5 separate regions of the Mus musculus genome follow, and all the other regions are linked to region 5. A link is a contact called in public Hi-C data. All regions are on one chromosome and are shown on one strand. Each heading gives the region's core, a stretch centred on a gene start, on an enhancer-like site or on the middle of the called end of the contact. The rest is flanking DNA. Distances are from core to core; before and after follow the strand shown. Region 1 overlaps Junos (a long non-coding RNA gene). Region 2 overlaps Fggy (FGGY carbohydrate kinase domain containing). Region 3 overlaps Fggy (FGGY carbohydrate kinase domain containing). Region 4 overlaps Fggy (FGGY carbohydrate kinase domain containing). Region 5 has its middle 51 kb from the start of Gm12707.

What was found. A called contact is a pair of places that touch in the nucleus more often than the background predicts.
Region 1: a Hi-C map of uterus shows a contact between it and region 5, with 1.6 times the contacts expected there. The contact joins two enhancer-like sites. A contact is called at or near these places in 3 of 484 Hi-C or Micro-C datasets (bone marrow-derived macrophages, nephron progenitors and uterus) and 2 of 115 datasets of contacts at active chromatin or transcription factors (fibro-adipogenic progenitors and forebrain).
Region 2: a contact with region 5 is called in a Hi-C map of uterus, with 2.5 times the contacts expected there. The contact joins two enhancer-like sites. A contact is called at or near these places in 1 of 15 datasets of contacts at CTCF or cohesin (large pre-B cells), 7 of 484 Hi-C or Micro-C datasets (the C10 cell line, Th1 cells, bone marrow-derived macrophages and 2 more) and 1 of 9 other capture datasets (embryonic stem cells).
Region 3: a contact with region 5 is called in a Hi-C map of uterus, with 3 times the contacts expected there. The contact joins two enhancer-like sites. A contact is called at or near these places in 1 of 15 datasets of contacts at CTCF or cohesin (the NIH/3T3 cell line), 3 of 484 Hi-C or Micro-C datasets (embryonic fibroblasts, nephron progenitors and uterus), 1 of 115 datasets of contacts at active chromatin or transcription factors (CD8 T cells) and 1 of 9 other capture datasets (embryonic stem cells).
Region 4: a Hi-C map of uterus shows a contact between it and region 5, with 5 times the contacts expected there. The contact joins two enhancer-like sites. A contact is called at or near these places in 1 of 15 datasets of contacts at CTCF or cohesin (the NIH/3T3 cell line), 2 of 484 Hi-C or Micro-C datasets (bone marrow-derived macrophages and uterus) and 1 of 9 other capture datasets (embryonic stem cells).

Annotation. Positions count from the first base shown.
Region 1 is chr4:95,160,028-95,162,727 of GRCm38.p6, reverse strand. Junos (a long non-coding RNA gene) reads right to left here. Exons shown (of 5, transcript XR_867920.3): 4 at 1,273-1,537. Among named protein-coding and RNA genes, the nearest start is that of Gm12708, 32 kb to the left of the region's middle. Within about 2 kb of position 1,262, at least 294 of the 459 cell types and tissues checked have an H3K27ac peak or open chromatin away from gene starts, as enhancers often do. A contact at or near this core is called in uterus, where this site is marked.
Region 2 is chr4:95,864,047-95,866,856 of GRCm38.p6, reverse strand. All of the region lies in intron 14 of Fggy (FGGY carbohydrate kinase domain containing), which reads right to left. Among named protein-coding and RNA genes, the nearest start is that of Hook1, 100 kb to the left of the region's middle. Within about 2 kb of position 1,431, at least 13 of the 459 cell types and tissues checked have an H3K27ac peak or open chromatin away from gene starts, as enhancers often do. A contact at or near this core is called in uterus, where this site is marked.
Region 3 is chr4:95,732,212-95,734,911 of GRCm38.p6, reverse strand. The region is part of intron 6 of Fggy (FGGY carbohydrate kinase domain containing); the gene reads right to left. Among named protein-coding and RNA genes, the nearest start is that of Fggy, 180 kb to the right of the region's middle. Within about 2 kb of position 1,356, at least 81 of the 459 cell types and tissues checked have an H3K27ac peak or open chromatin away from gene starts, as enhancers often do. A contact at or near this core is called in uterus, where this site is marked.
Region 4 is chr4:95,776,581-95,779,496 of GRCm38.p6, reverse strand. All of the region lies in intron 8 of Fggy (FGGY carbohydrate kinase domain containing), which reads right to left. Among named protein-coding and RNA genes, the nearest start is that of Hook1, 190 kb to the left of the region's middle. Within about 2 kb of position 1,451, at least 31 of the 459 cell types and tissues checked have an H3K27ac peak or open chromatin away from gene starts, as enhancers often do. A contact at or near this core is called in uterus, where this site is marked.
Region 5 is chr4:95,433,347-95,436,186 of GRCm38.p6, reverse strand. No RefSeq gene overlaps it. Among named protein-coding and RNA genes, the nearest start is that of Gm12707, 51 kb to the left of the region's middle. Within about 2 kb of position 1,461, at least 41 of the 459 cell types and tissues checked have an H3K27ac peak or open chromatin away from gene starts, as enhancers often do. A contact at or near this core is called in uterus, where this site is marked.

The DNA.
Region 1 (2,700 bases), core at 13-2,512, 270 kb after region 5:
GTGTGGTCACTGGAGGAGAGAGAGCTAGGTGTGTGACACTTAGGCTAACGAGGCAGGAAGATCACGAGTTCAAGTCTGGGAGTTGGGGAGATGACTCAGCAGATTAGAGCTCTTGCTGATCTCCCAGAGGACCTATGCTCTCCTCCCAGCAACCAGCATAGGGCAGCACCTAACAGCCTCTAATTCCAGTTCCTGTCTTTTGAACTCCTTGGGCAAACACACACACACACAAGCACGCACGCACGAAGTGGGGGAGGAGCAGGAGGGGGAGAAAGAGGAAACGAAATATTTGGTTTTTTTGTTTTTTTTTTTTAAGGAGTTCAAGGCTATCCCCAGCTACTTGGTGAGTTAGAGACTATTCTAGGCTATATAAGGACAAGTCTCAAAGAAAGAGAGAAAAATTAGATACTGACCCAGAGTCTGAGATGAGCCAGTGACTTCTGGAAGCTTCAGAGTCCTCACCTGTACAGTGGACATAATGCCGGCTTTCCAAGTTTCTTTATGAAATGAGACACATGCACGACTATATCCTGACTCAGTGCTACTCTTTATATTCACCTCATAAAACTCCCTCCCTCAATAAAATTTTTTAAATGAGCATATTTTTACTTATGCTCCCAGAAGCACTAAGAATCTATCTCATGATTAGTCATACGCCATAACAATACAATTAATAATAATGTTAATTACTGCTGATTGAAGGCACTAAGTGCTTAATATGTATAATCTATAGCTAATCTAACCCTCGGAGCGTATCTAAAGATAAGTATCATTACTCCCATTTTATGGGTGAGGATAATGAGACAGAGAAGTTAGGAAATGTACACAGGTCACCCGCTGGGTAGGGATAGGTCTGGCCTTTGAGAAGAAAAAAAAAAGTGCATCTACAAAAAGGTCAGAGTAGAGTGAGGAATGCCCTGAGTTTGGAGTTCATGTTGGTCTTGGCGATCTCCCTCTGTTTCTTTCTCAGAAAGAAAGCAAACATTTTAAGTGTCCACGGAGAGAGGGGCAGCCTTACAGATGAGGAAGAAGGGTCCGAGCTCAGGCTCCCCCAGCCGCCCAGGACCGTGGCTGTCCTGCGCAGGTCCCTGCGCTGCCCCTTCCCACCGTGGGTGGCTCCCAGCGGCAGGGAATCACATTATCTGTTGGGAAGGCGTCCAACACCCTCCTCCCGCCAGCCAGTGTTTGCTCAAGGCCTAGCTCTTCAGAAACTGAAACCAGCAGCCCGAGCTGCCAGCCTGAGGACGCCCGCGGGCTCTGCCCAGGCTTTACCTTCTATGGGGAGGCCCGCGGAGGGCGGAGCGAGCCGGCGCCGCTGACGTGGCCGCCCTGCCCTCGCCCCGGGCGCCCGCCTCCTCCGCGCCGGGTGTGGGAGCGCGGGGCTGGGAGAGCGAGGTGCGCGGGCGTGGGAGCGCAGGAGCAGCCGGCGTCTGGTGCGGGAGGCTGGGGTGGCGAAGCGCGGGCGGGGCAGGCGGTGGCGGCCGGAGAGCCCGGGGCGAGCAGTGGAGGGCAGGAGAGTAGGGCGTGAGTCTTAGAGCTAGGAGAGGAGAAAGAAAATAATGTCTGGTCATTATGTTTGGCGACAGGGACCGAACCTAGTACCCAAGAAGCGCTCAGGACATGTTGACAGTGGTACTGTCCTTGCCCATCCGATAGGGGGACAGTGTGCCCTATGAGTTTATGAACTTTCTTCCTTCACAGTGTTTAGGCACAGACTGAAGGAGATCAGGCGATCCGAGAGGGTGTAAAGGATGAGAATGGATAGGGACTCAAACTTGCTGTCTCCCAACACTGATGTGATGACCTCAGAAAGCTTGAGCGGGACAGTAGCTGAATTAGAATCCAGAAGGCAAACTTAGAAAAGCACTTTGTAAACCACTGACTTAAGACAAAGGTCTCTTTCACCTTCAGAGTTCCTTCAGCTACGTCCTCTTACTAGCAAAGCAAATAAACCCACAATTTGCTTCCTAAATAATTAATCAAAACCCAGAAGTCACTCAACACATTTTCAGTAAATATTCACTGGAAATGTCTAAGTACCAGTTGTGGCCAAGTGCTATGCTGGGCACTCAGGGGGTGGCAAAGGAGACGAACAAAGGCTATGTCCTCATGCATTACCCAAACTGTTGGACACAGAAATCGAACAACTCAGATACTGACATCCAACTAACCAAAGATACAGGTGTGTCTACAGTAGACAGATAATGTTTTCAGTCAAAAGTAAATAAAGGTGTCTTTCTCTTCTGTGGCCTCATAAGTAGAGAGAGAATCTTGCCTCTGTACATGAGCTAGAGAGAGAGGGGGGAGAGAGAGAAAGAGATAGAGAGAGTATTAATTCTGTTATGGATCTAGCAAGTCCAAGTTCCTGAGATTAGCAGCATAAGGCTGCGTGGAGAAAGCCTACAGGAAGAGCCCATGGCTTGCTTCCTGTTTATGTGTCCCTCCTCACAAGAAACTCCTAACAGATGGCCCCCACTCAGTTCTCAGTGAGTGAGTGTCTAAGAGGATGACCTTTGAAACCAGGTTTCAAGAGTTGACTTCAAGGCCTGTCTTAGCAGACCTCTAACCACGGGCCAAGTACTTAACCTCTGTGTGCCTATGCTCCTATTCTGTGAAGTGTTATGGATAATACCTAGTCCACAGAATTCTAGGCATTAGAGACGGTGCTTTAAGCAGGTGGCAGGGATTCGGTGTGTGCGC
Region 2 (2,810 bases), core at 182-2,681, 430 kb before region 5:
GAGACAGTGATTCTACCAGCCTTACCTGTTACTGTTTCTCTACCATCTAACACATTAGTTACTGCCAAGACAGACTCCTTGTTCTTTTCATTAAATAGACACAGGACTAGTAGAAATCTTCCAGTTCTTTTTATGGTACCTCTTGTCACCTTTGAGGACCTTAACTGCTGGCTTACACAGCATCTACCACTCTTTTGTCCTTAGAAAAGACTAGCAAAATGCCAATTCTTTGGTTAAGTAAAATCGGGCACCATTACATCTGTATGACACCCAATCCAGGAGGTTCAGAAGCGTATTTATATATTAACATCTCGATGGACTTGCACTATGAAGATATTTAGTTAATTTAACTTGAGCATTTTCCATCACATAGTTAATTTGAGTACTGTCCAGGCCAGTGCTTCCCAGTGTTGTCTTTTAACATGTCAGAGCGCAGTGTTTGGGAAATCATCACTTGTAGAGAACTTGTTTCATTAGTAAAGCTTCCTCTTGTTTCTATCAAGCCTTTGGTCCGGTTCTCTCTTCCTACCTAAAACAGCATAGAAAGAAAGGCAGGCCTAAAACTGGGTCTGATACAAAGCCACTGTAGGCAAGACTCCTCTGAAGACAGAAAGGGGCCTGTGACTGATCGGAGCACTCTAAAAGGCACCAGAGCATCTGGTGAGTGTGAGTACTGCCATCAGTGCCCCACGGAGGTGTTGAGCTTGACATACATATGTCATTTCAAATGTTCTTCCTGCTCCTTCCTCTTCTCCTCTGCCATCCCTGCTGTTAACACTTATGGCGGCCTGCCAGGCAGCCAGCCTTTCTGTGCCCTTCCAGGACTCATTTAAGCCTCATCTCCCACCTTACTAAGAGAGCACTGGTGTCATCCCCATTTTCCATGGGGTAAACTGAAGTGCAGGGAGAATGAAGAGAGCCCAGATTGTGTAAATCAGGCAGGGCATGTTGCAGATTTATAATAGGAAATGTTGCTGGGAAGCTGAGGCTCTGAATATCTGAGCCTTGGGCTTTTTACTAAGACAAAGGAGAGAGAGCAGCCCTGTCTACCTCACTCCAGCATGAGTTCTTCCAAACCTGGCTGGAAAATGTTAATCACATTACAGTTTACTAAGCACTTCCATATCCCTCATTATATCAAACCTCCTGACGATGGTTATGAAATATCACTGTTCTATTTTACGGAGGTTTGAACGGACTTCCAGAAAGCTACTATAGTAATACTGACTTAATATGATCGCCTCTCATGTTTGTCAGTAGACTTGCTGAAGTCCACAGGATACAGTTAAGGCTCAGACTTAAATCTTCCAAGGCTGAGCTTAAGTCCCCCCTCGTCCCTCCAGCATGGAGCTCGACACCATGCCTCTAGCACTGTCAGACCAGCTGTAGCAGAGAGCTTACAGCATCAGCTCGGTATGCTGTTGATGTGGCTTTTTAAAATGACTCAACATTCAACATTAATTTTTCTCCCATTGCCATGGTGATGGCTTACTACTGCTGGAAGGTGACCATGAGATGGCCAAGGCAAAATTATTTTCCTTATTTTCCTAATACTCTCCAGCAACTCGTTTTTGTTATGGTTGTTTTCATTTTGCCCTTTAATCTAATGGAATGAGGCTTTTGCCATATAATATGATTTGGGGCTTCTCAAACTGGGATCCAGGTTGAACCTGCAGTGGTCACTTAGGAGTTCAGGAGACATTCCCTTTTCTCAGAACAGAAGACTGTGTGACCAGCTTTGGTTCAAGCACCATCTATGACACTAGCTATCTCATCATATGAAGAATATTTCTGGGTCTTGTCTCATTCATTTGAAATAAGGAGGCCTATTAGGCAAGGTTAGTTCATGAATTTATATAACACTAACATAAAATTTAGAATGCAATGCATACATAAGAAACAGGAGTAGCAGTTGCAACAATGAACATAATAGCGATGATTACTGTTTTCAGAGAACAAATGAGACAGGTTCAGAGTTAGGAGTCAAAGACATTTATTGTCATTCAGCTATCAATCATGCTAATTAGCTCTTCCATCAAACCTGTTCTTTTCCTTTTTAACTCTTGACCCAAGATATAATATGCATTTACATTTATTGTTTCACCATCTTGCCCACTCAATTGTAGATGTGATGAGGATTTTACTTGTCCAAATACCTAGGGCTATTTGCTTAATGAATGAAAAGGATTTGCCAAGCAGCATGTCTGTGTCTGGCTGTGTTAGACACTAGAGATAGGGAAATGAGTTAACCGAAATTCTTATTCTTGGGGCATTTACATAAAGGGTCTTTATCAAGGACAAACATGAAGGGAATGGACATCTACCAGTGACTCTATTAATCTAATGGCATGGGTGGGATTAAACCTTACATGATGTTCCAGCACAGGGTCGGGTCCTGATATCTCAAAGCTTTAAGTGCTGAGAAGGAATTAAGCTGACACTGTTAATTCCAACCTCCGTCCATCAGCAAAGGATGATGGTGAAGGCAGGGAGGACCTGTTCCATGGCTCTTCCCAGATGTCTCCTCTGGTAGTGAAGCCAGAGGTCAGAGTCCCAGATAGAAAGCCAATCTCAAAAAGCATCCTGGGAAGAATTCTACCTGCAAGAGCTGACAGAGAGTCTCTTTGTAACAAGTCACCAGACACTGTCTGATAGACGGAAGCACCTCCCTACTAGAGAGTCAGTTTGACAGCTGTGAAGGTACACAGCCCCATGGTGACAGCTTTCCAGTCTATCTTGCTTAATAGTCAGGCTACTTTGTCATTATTTTATCATGCATCTTTAGGTATCTAAAATTCATTCATTATTTC
Region 3 (2,700 bases), core at 107-2,606, 300 kb before region 5:
AGAAAGAAAGAAAGAAAGAAAGAAAGAAAGAAAGAGAGAGAGAGAGAGAGAGAGAGAGAGAGAGAGAGAGAGAGAGAGAGAGAGAGAGAGGGAGGGAGGAGGAGTGGGGAGGGAGGGAGGGAAGGAGGAAGGAGGCAGGCAAGCAAGCAAACTAACAACAAATAAACAAACCATTTCATCTATTCTACAGAATCCTATATAGAAAATACTTGAGGAAGAATTAAGGTATGAATTTGGGAGAAAGACTGAGATAAAATATGGGACAAAGCCAGGATGTAGAATAGTGCTCTTAGGATCTCATATTTGTGATCCTTTTAAAGATTCTAAACATTCAAGTACATGAGCACATGTACTTCTAGAAGTTTCTAGAAAAATAAAAATTAAAAATTAAAAAAAAACCACTTGATTTCTGTAACAGTACAGATAGGATGTGCTGTGAAGTACTCTCCTGAACCATCTATGTCCTTCCAGATCATGACCTCGTGTGTTTGCTTAAAACAAACCAAATTGGCTTAAGTTTAAATAAAAACAAAATGAGAGCAAATTTCCTGCATCTTTTCCAAGTCCTGTTCCTCACGCTAAAGATAGGAGAGAAACCCATGGGCAATTCACCTACACTCTGATCTCTGGCTGTGTTACTTGTTCACCTTCAGATATCAGATGGCCCTGAGGATTCCTGGGCCCCATGAATTCCCATGTGAATGGACATATTTGGCCTGAGTGGTCCAAGCTGGAGCCTACAATTATCGGGTAGCTGCAGTCCCTCTTCACAAGCAGAGCTCCTATTACAACAAACCTTCCCCTACCAGTTTTTCAATTATCTATGACTAATGAGCACTCTGGGAACAGTTTCAGACACACACATAATCCTCTTTCCTGATGTCAGCAGCAGAAATTAATGACTATGTGGATTGCTGGGAGACAGAAGATGCATTATAATGGTCAACAGAACTGTTATCCTCTCCAGGAAGGGGGGGGAGGGTATTGAATTAACTGGAAGGTTCAGTGTTCCTTTGTATTCTGAGAGGGAGATGAAACACAGGGGGAGATCTGGCTCCAGGCCCACGGAAATGTCAGAGAGGTTTGGGCGTGGGTGGCATGCGACCCTGCTTCCTTATGCTTGCTGTGGAATGCTGGTACCAGCTCGGTTGGGCAAGGCTGACAGGCCAACCAGATTATGTCCAAGATTGTGCTAAAGGACACTTTGCCTTGCCAGTTGGAGAGAATGCTGGAATTATTTCAAACTCAAGTTACTTTCAATCTGATTTAAAAGTGGGTAACAAGACTGAGAACATACAATTCTCAATCACTATGCAGTATTCAGAGGCATTTCTTAAGTTTGGCGTTTCACACAGACATGACACATGCTTGAATGGTTCCAGAGAATGGTAAGGCCTATCCTGACTCAGATCACATGGGTAGGTCAGCTCTGAGGATTTTCTAGAAAACTGGGACAACTGATAGAAAATGGCTAAAAGGATTGTAGTAGTCTTGGCTCCTGAATTGGAGTTACACTTGTATTAAATGATTCATCCAAGTAGAGACTTCCTGAGAACCCAAAGCTAGTGTTCTTCTTCCACTCTTTAAGGACAGCATCTGATACACCTCCTAGAAATCATGTCATTGTGACTAGAAACTAAATTCCATTTCCATTACTGATTTCACATCAAATTGTATGATATTCATTATCACTTATTATAGAAACGGTGGGTGAATAGACATCTACTGTGTGCACACACTGTCCCAGAGTAGCACCTAGGTTAAGGATTAAGATAGAGGAGATCTTTCTAGCAGGTACTAGTTCTTTCTAATACCACTTCTGAATTACATCTGTTAGTTAACATGTCTTATAATTACTCCATAGTTTAGACAGTTTGATACACATGGAAGATCCCTGACTTTGTATTCTTACTTGGTATTAATATGCCTTATACTCCATATGCTTTAAATGTACTTTTAAATAACTCTTACATACCATATCCCTATATTTGGTTTTATACATCTCTTCCAGTAGAAAGATAATAGCTCACAGACTTTTCTCTCTACATCTTATTTCTTTCACTCCCAAGTATCTAAAACATACTTTTAAAAGTAATGTTTACTTTAGCAAAATTACACATTTTTGTTTATTTTTTAAGATCATAAGACATAGATCAATCACCTTGAACAAAAAGATTAAAGTTGCACACCTATATGTGCCCACCTTGTACAGAGTTTCAGTAGAAAGTAAACAAAACAGATGAACACTAAATTTGACTCTCAACCCTGGATATTACTGGGGGATAAATTAGTAAATTAGTAAAGAAACTAATATAATCCCACCAGTGATCCACTCTCATTTCTAACTCAGGACAATGACACACATCAAGAGCAATGTACATACCTAGAAAATGGCAGAAGGCATGCTGGCACAAAGACTCTTCCTATGGCAGCAAGAGACTACATATACCAGATTCTTGCAGAATACAGCTCTCAAGTCCTCCCAGCTGGACAAGCTGGTTCAAAGAAATCTAATTAGCAACTAGTTACTGCAGTAGGTCAGTGAGCTGAAGAGCAGTATGAACATCTTGTATTTCAACAACATAATTATTCAAGTCCATGAGCTGTTGGTAACTGTTCTTGGAACATTTCTGTTCGTATAACTTTCCGTCCTAATAACAAATCAATGAAATGCAAATTGTTTTAGAAAGCAATATATGT
Region 4 (2,916 bases), core at 202-2,701, 340 kb before region 5:
CTCTCCATTGCTGGCTAGTGCCAAATACACACTCTTCCCCATCACGACTGAACTATGCTTAGTCAGTTATTCAGTCCACCAATTGAAGCACCCCTTCCTTATTAAAGCCTTCTCCATAGTACCCCAAACAAGGTATACCACTGTATGCCATATGGTGGGTCCTTTCATGGTGGTTCCAGCACACATATCACTCTTAGAAGAGGAGATTAAAAATTACAGAACATCTTAAAAAATACTAAGTGCTTATGTGTCCTTCATCAACAAATGGCAGTTCCTCTAGACCACTTCTGAAAGCAGTTATGTTCTACACAGCCAAAACCTTCAACAAATAGAATTCACTAAGGTTTTAAGATCTGTGGCAATTATCCTTTTGTCTTCCTAGGTTCAGCCCAAATTCCTAAGTTTCATCATTTGTTTTTACTTCTTTTAGAATTTCCATGGATGCAATATTTTTGTGCCTACTTCTCTCATTTCTTCTTTGTGTTACTTTATAATTGTTGCACTTATCCACTATATGTAGATGCAGTCTATTCATTAAACATGTAAGTCAGCATATGAATATGATAGTTTAGCAATATGTTCTACTAATGGAAATCCAAACAGGGGATAGTATGATATATGATGTATTAAAAAGGCTCTGTGTATATTGTTTCACAGTGCGGGAGTTTCCCCAAGATTTTATCTAGGAATGAAATTGGTAGAGTGTTGAGCATATGCATACTTAAATGTACTTTGACATGATTATGCAATTTACGCTTCCTCCCCATCTCTTCCTCTGGACTATAACTGACTCAAGGGCTACTTCTACTCTTCGTTATGCCCCATGCCTGGCTTGCAGTCGGTGTTGAACAAGGAAGGTACTTTGGAGCTAAGGCACTCTATATTGAACATAGGTCTGCCAACCTAATAACAAAACCTATGGGTTTTTGTTCTACCACATTTTCCTTATCTACAAAAACTTTATGATCAGTTGTACGGTATTACTTACTTCCCAGTGTAATAGGACTGATCAAATGTAGATCGAGGTAACAACACAAGAAGGTATGGGAATTGTTACCACTGTTTCTCCACTTTGCACCTGGACCAGAGGCCCCAGGATGGGACATGTGAGAGAGGCTTGTCAACAGGAAATGTCCCGTGCATTTATATGGATTAATATAACTTTGTGGAGGGAAGTAGGGTTTCAAATATCACTGCAAAAAGAACAAGGGAGACCAATTAATGGTTCTGAGTCCACACTGCACCTGTGTCCCCAAACTGTTCACTAACACAAATGAAGCTTGCTGATCAAAACAAGCATTTTTAAGTGCTTTTTATCCTGTGGCATGGTTTAACTGTGCTCAAGCTCAAAGCAGAGCTGTGCAAAAGCTGGATTAACAACTGTGCTCCACTCTGCACTGTGGATTCAAAAGTAAAGGCCAGCTTCTTATTTACATGGAAAGATCTTAGGCTTTTGTGGTTTCCTGTTGTGCCCTGGTGCATCTGCACTTTGGTTTCTGGGTTTGTCTTTAGAGCGATACAAACAGTCTCTCTCACTATTCAAGAGAACATAAAAATTCCACAGTCTCTAATTGCTAGCAGATTTTACCAGATCCTCTGTCATGGCTCCTCAGAACAGCTGGACCTAAGCCTTCCAAAGGACATCTTCGAAAGGATAGTGATTTGAGAGATTCCTGTAGTGTGCCCAACACCAACCAGGGACGGGCTCTTCAGCTTGATGCTATTCGTATTTTATTAATATTTATTCATTTACTTCACTCTTAGAACCATTTATCATACATTTAGGCTCTCGTTTATATAAAATATCCTTTGCTAGGGACGGAGAAAAATAGTTGTGGAAAGATTCGGTTGTCCTCTTATGACATTTGTTGCAGGCATTTTTGAATCCCCCATTACAGCCTTTGTAGACACTACAATTATAGACCCTGTGGCTCATGGCATGGCTCCCTAGCAGAGCACATGCTTACCATACACAAAGCCCTGGGTATTAGCCTGGCACTAATAAGTAAATAAATGAAATAAAGTAAAATGAAGTGAGAGATACTTATCTACTGCTTTCCATAAGACCTTACTAAATCAGCCCTCATGGTTGGGGCTGGAGTTTCTCAGGTCTGATATGTGCCTATTAGCTGAGCTGCACTGGCTTACGGCTCAATGGAAAACATAGAGAGGGAAACAACTAATGACATGTAACCTGGAGTCCTTCCTGTAGCAAACCAGACTCTGATCAGCTATAGAACCCTTGAAATCTGAGCTAACAATGATGGAGCAACAGAGGATGCCATGAAAACAGCTTAGGGGTTGTGTAGATGGGCACCCAAGCTGTTACCCTTTCGCTTATTAGCCGTGGTACATGGAGTAAAGCCCTCAGTTCCTTTGTGAAAGAAGAAAGGAATAAAAGAAAAGAAAACATCACCTGTTCTTACTGTTGTACTGCCTCTGGGCACTGAATTCCTTAAATACTTCCTACACTGAAAAGCATTGAGAAAAAAAAATTCTTTTTTTCATTCTTATTTTATTTCTTTCTAAGAAGAAACCCCATAAACAAGAAAAACTAAACAGCCACCAAGAACAAGTCCTCTGTCCATCACTGGGGCTTTGCTCACGGGGTCTGCTTTCTCTCTATGGTTGTGTGGTTCCTCTCAGGGTCTGGCAGACTTTTAAGAGCATGCCCCACAGCTCAAACTGGTCCCAGGGACATTCATAAGATATTCATCAAGAAGAAGAGTATCTTTCAAAGAATATATAAAAAAGTCTCTATGATGTCACTTCCATCATATATTACACAGGGAAATGTAATCTATTTAGTACTTTATGGGAACCCCATCTTAAGACTTTTAAGTTCTATTTATTTTGAATATATTAGCACTAAACTTTATTCTGATGAAAAAATATGGCATCTGCATCTTTATTATA
Region 5 (2,840 bases), core at 212-2,711:
AGCAAGCAGTGCACATAGCAGCTCAAACAAGGTGCCATGAATACACATATACATGTGTTTTATGGCTATGCATGTTAATTTGGACCAATATCTAGAAGTGTAACGGCTGGGTTATAGTATATATATAAGAAACTGCCTCATCATTTTCCACAGTGGTTGTTCTAATTCTCACTGGCTGTGTTTGAAAGCTTCAGTTGTTCCTTGTCCTCACTAACCTTAGCCATCAAGTAGGCATGTGAAGATATTGGGGAAAGGGCCATACTTACTCATATGAATGCAGGTACACAGAAGCCAGAGAGCAACCTTGGTGTTGTTCCTCTTGAGAAGCTGTTCGTTTTCAACTGGGTTAGGCTGTTAGGCCATGGAGCCCCTGGGACCTACCTGTCCCTGGCTCTTCATCATTGGGATGCAAACCATGCCATCATGCCTGGCTTTTTATGGGAGTGCTGGGCATCAAACTCAGGTCCTCATGCTTGTGTACCAAGCCCTTTACCACAGAGCCATTTGCTATCATTATAGATCTAGATGTTTTCCCCAAGAAAAAATAATATTGAAAATCATTTCATGAGCTAATTTGCAATCTACATTTCTTTTTTGTTGAAATGACCGAACATAGATGAGTGTGGTGGCTCATGCCTTTAATCCCAGCACTCAGAAGGCAGAAGCAGGCAGATTTTTGAGTTTGAGGCCAGCCTGGTCTACAAGGTGAGTTCCAGGACAGTCAGGGCTACACAGAGAAACCCTGTCTCAAAAAACAAAAAACAAAAAAAGAAATGACTGAACATTTTGTCCTTTTTCATTTTTATTGGGTTGTTTGATTTTATTACTGCTGTTGTTGATCTAAGCTACGACTCTTCACTCTGAAGTGGCTTCTGTGTTGTACGAGGAAATTCTAGAGAAAAAAAAAAAAAAACTAGACCATAAGAAAGGGGCTCACGCATTTTAGAGGTTGGAGCAAAGGTCAGAAATTCACAAAGAATTTGGTGATGCCACATGGCTCTGTATGTGGTAAGTAGCGTCACTCTGAACAACTTAGGGAACATTCCCCCATCTCACTTTGTAGCTGGACCTAGTAAACATATGGCCCAGTGTTTCTAAGAGAAATGAATGAAGCACTCTTCTTAAACAAGTAACTTGAGACAATGAGAACAATTGTTTCTGAGCCAGTGTGCTAAAAATGAGGATGCTTGAGAGAACTTTAATGGTAAGAAGTCTTAGAGTCCTCTTAATAGGGGAGACCCTTAGACCCTGTGCGGTGGGGTAAAGGGACGGGTGGTCCTCAGTAGCTGATAAGAACGTTTGTTTGCCTACCTTGTGCAAAAAGCAAGGGGTGTCTCTCAGCACCTCTATTGTGATCTAAGAGGCTTTGATGGGAGTTGGCTTCCCTTTATCTACTCTTGGTCTGGATAAGGATAGGGTGAAAGAGATTGCCCCTGGCTCTCTGACAAGAAAAGAGCAGCTTCCAGACAGAGTTCAACCTGAGAAAAGGCTTCCCTGCTGTGAGGGAATTAGTCACTCTGGGATAGACTTCCTGGGCACAACATCAAATGTTTCTGCTGGCTGTAGGAGTTCAGATTGAGTAGCTTAACACATTCATGTCCAGTCTGCATGAACTACAAAAACCCTTGCCTCGAGGTAGTAAGCAGTACACGGAATGTCCAGCTAGAGCAGTTTTCTTGTTCTAATTCTGACTTTCACTCCCTGAGCTGGGGGACAGCTCTGCAATGTTCCTATGATGCCACTGAGGTTCTGTCGATGTTTGTCATTACTACCTTATGAGCTACATCTCCATGCCTTTAAGCTCCATTGGGCCTCATTCCCTCTGTCCTCTGGTTGATCCCAACAGCCAACTTAGTCTAAGCTCTTAAGGGTCCACATACAGTCAAACTCTCTAAAAGTATGCATAGCCAGTTGTAGAAAGTGCATATGATGTTGAAGCACAAGGATCACAAACTCAAGGCCAGCTTGAACTATATCTTTTCTTTACAAATTAAAGTAGAATTTAAAATTTAAGTGTGTGTGTTCCTGTTGTTGCTTGACCTTTCTGAAGGAAGATCTTTGCTCTTCTCTCCTCTGATGAAAGATGACAATATCTCCAAGGGAAAGCCTATACTAAATCTGTGACGGCTCGCAAGTGGAACCTCTTCTTTCATGGGGGAATTCGTAACAAGGGCAAGTGGAGAGGTAGGTTGCTTTAGACTAGGAGTTGTGGATGATACTACAGAAACACTGGCTTAGACTCAAATGCTAATAGCCCGTCTGATGAGGACAAGCAACATGATTACATGGAGAAGTGAAGCCAAATAGCCCGTTTTTTTTTTTTTTTTTTTTTTTTTTTTTTTTTCCTTTGCTGGCAGGAGCAAACTTCCTGGAATGGCTCCTTCTTACCTCCTGTCCTCTGCCCTCAACAACTTCAGGGAACATTCCTTCCTGTCTCAAGTTCAGACAAATGGTTTGAAAAATCTGCCTTGACGGAAGTGTTAGCGATTTACCTTCAGAGAAGAAGAGTAACCAATTTGTCCTTTCACAGAGCAAAGGATCTATACTAGAAGGAAAACTGGCTAGTTTCTTATCTGGTGAAGCACATTCTGAAAGGGGACAGGAAAGGGTACATTGAAAGCTAGCAGCACGCTGAGGCCCAGTGGCTGTCTTTCCTGTCTTCCGCTTTTATAGCAGCCCTTGCATAAATAAAAATTTGATGAACCAGACTGCTTCCATTTTGGGCATGAAAACCATCTTACAGTATAGACAAATCAAATTCATTCCTGTTTGTGATTAAAGCTTTGTTTCTCAAGGACTGGGCTATGCTCCACCTATAACCTTAACTACAAATGGTTCTG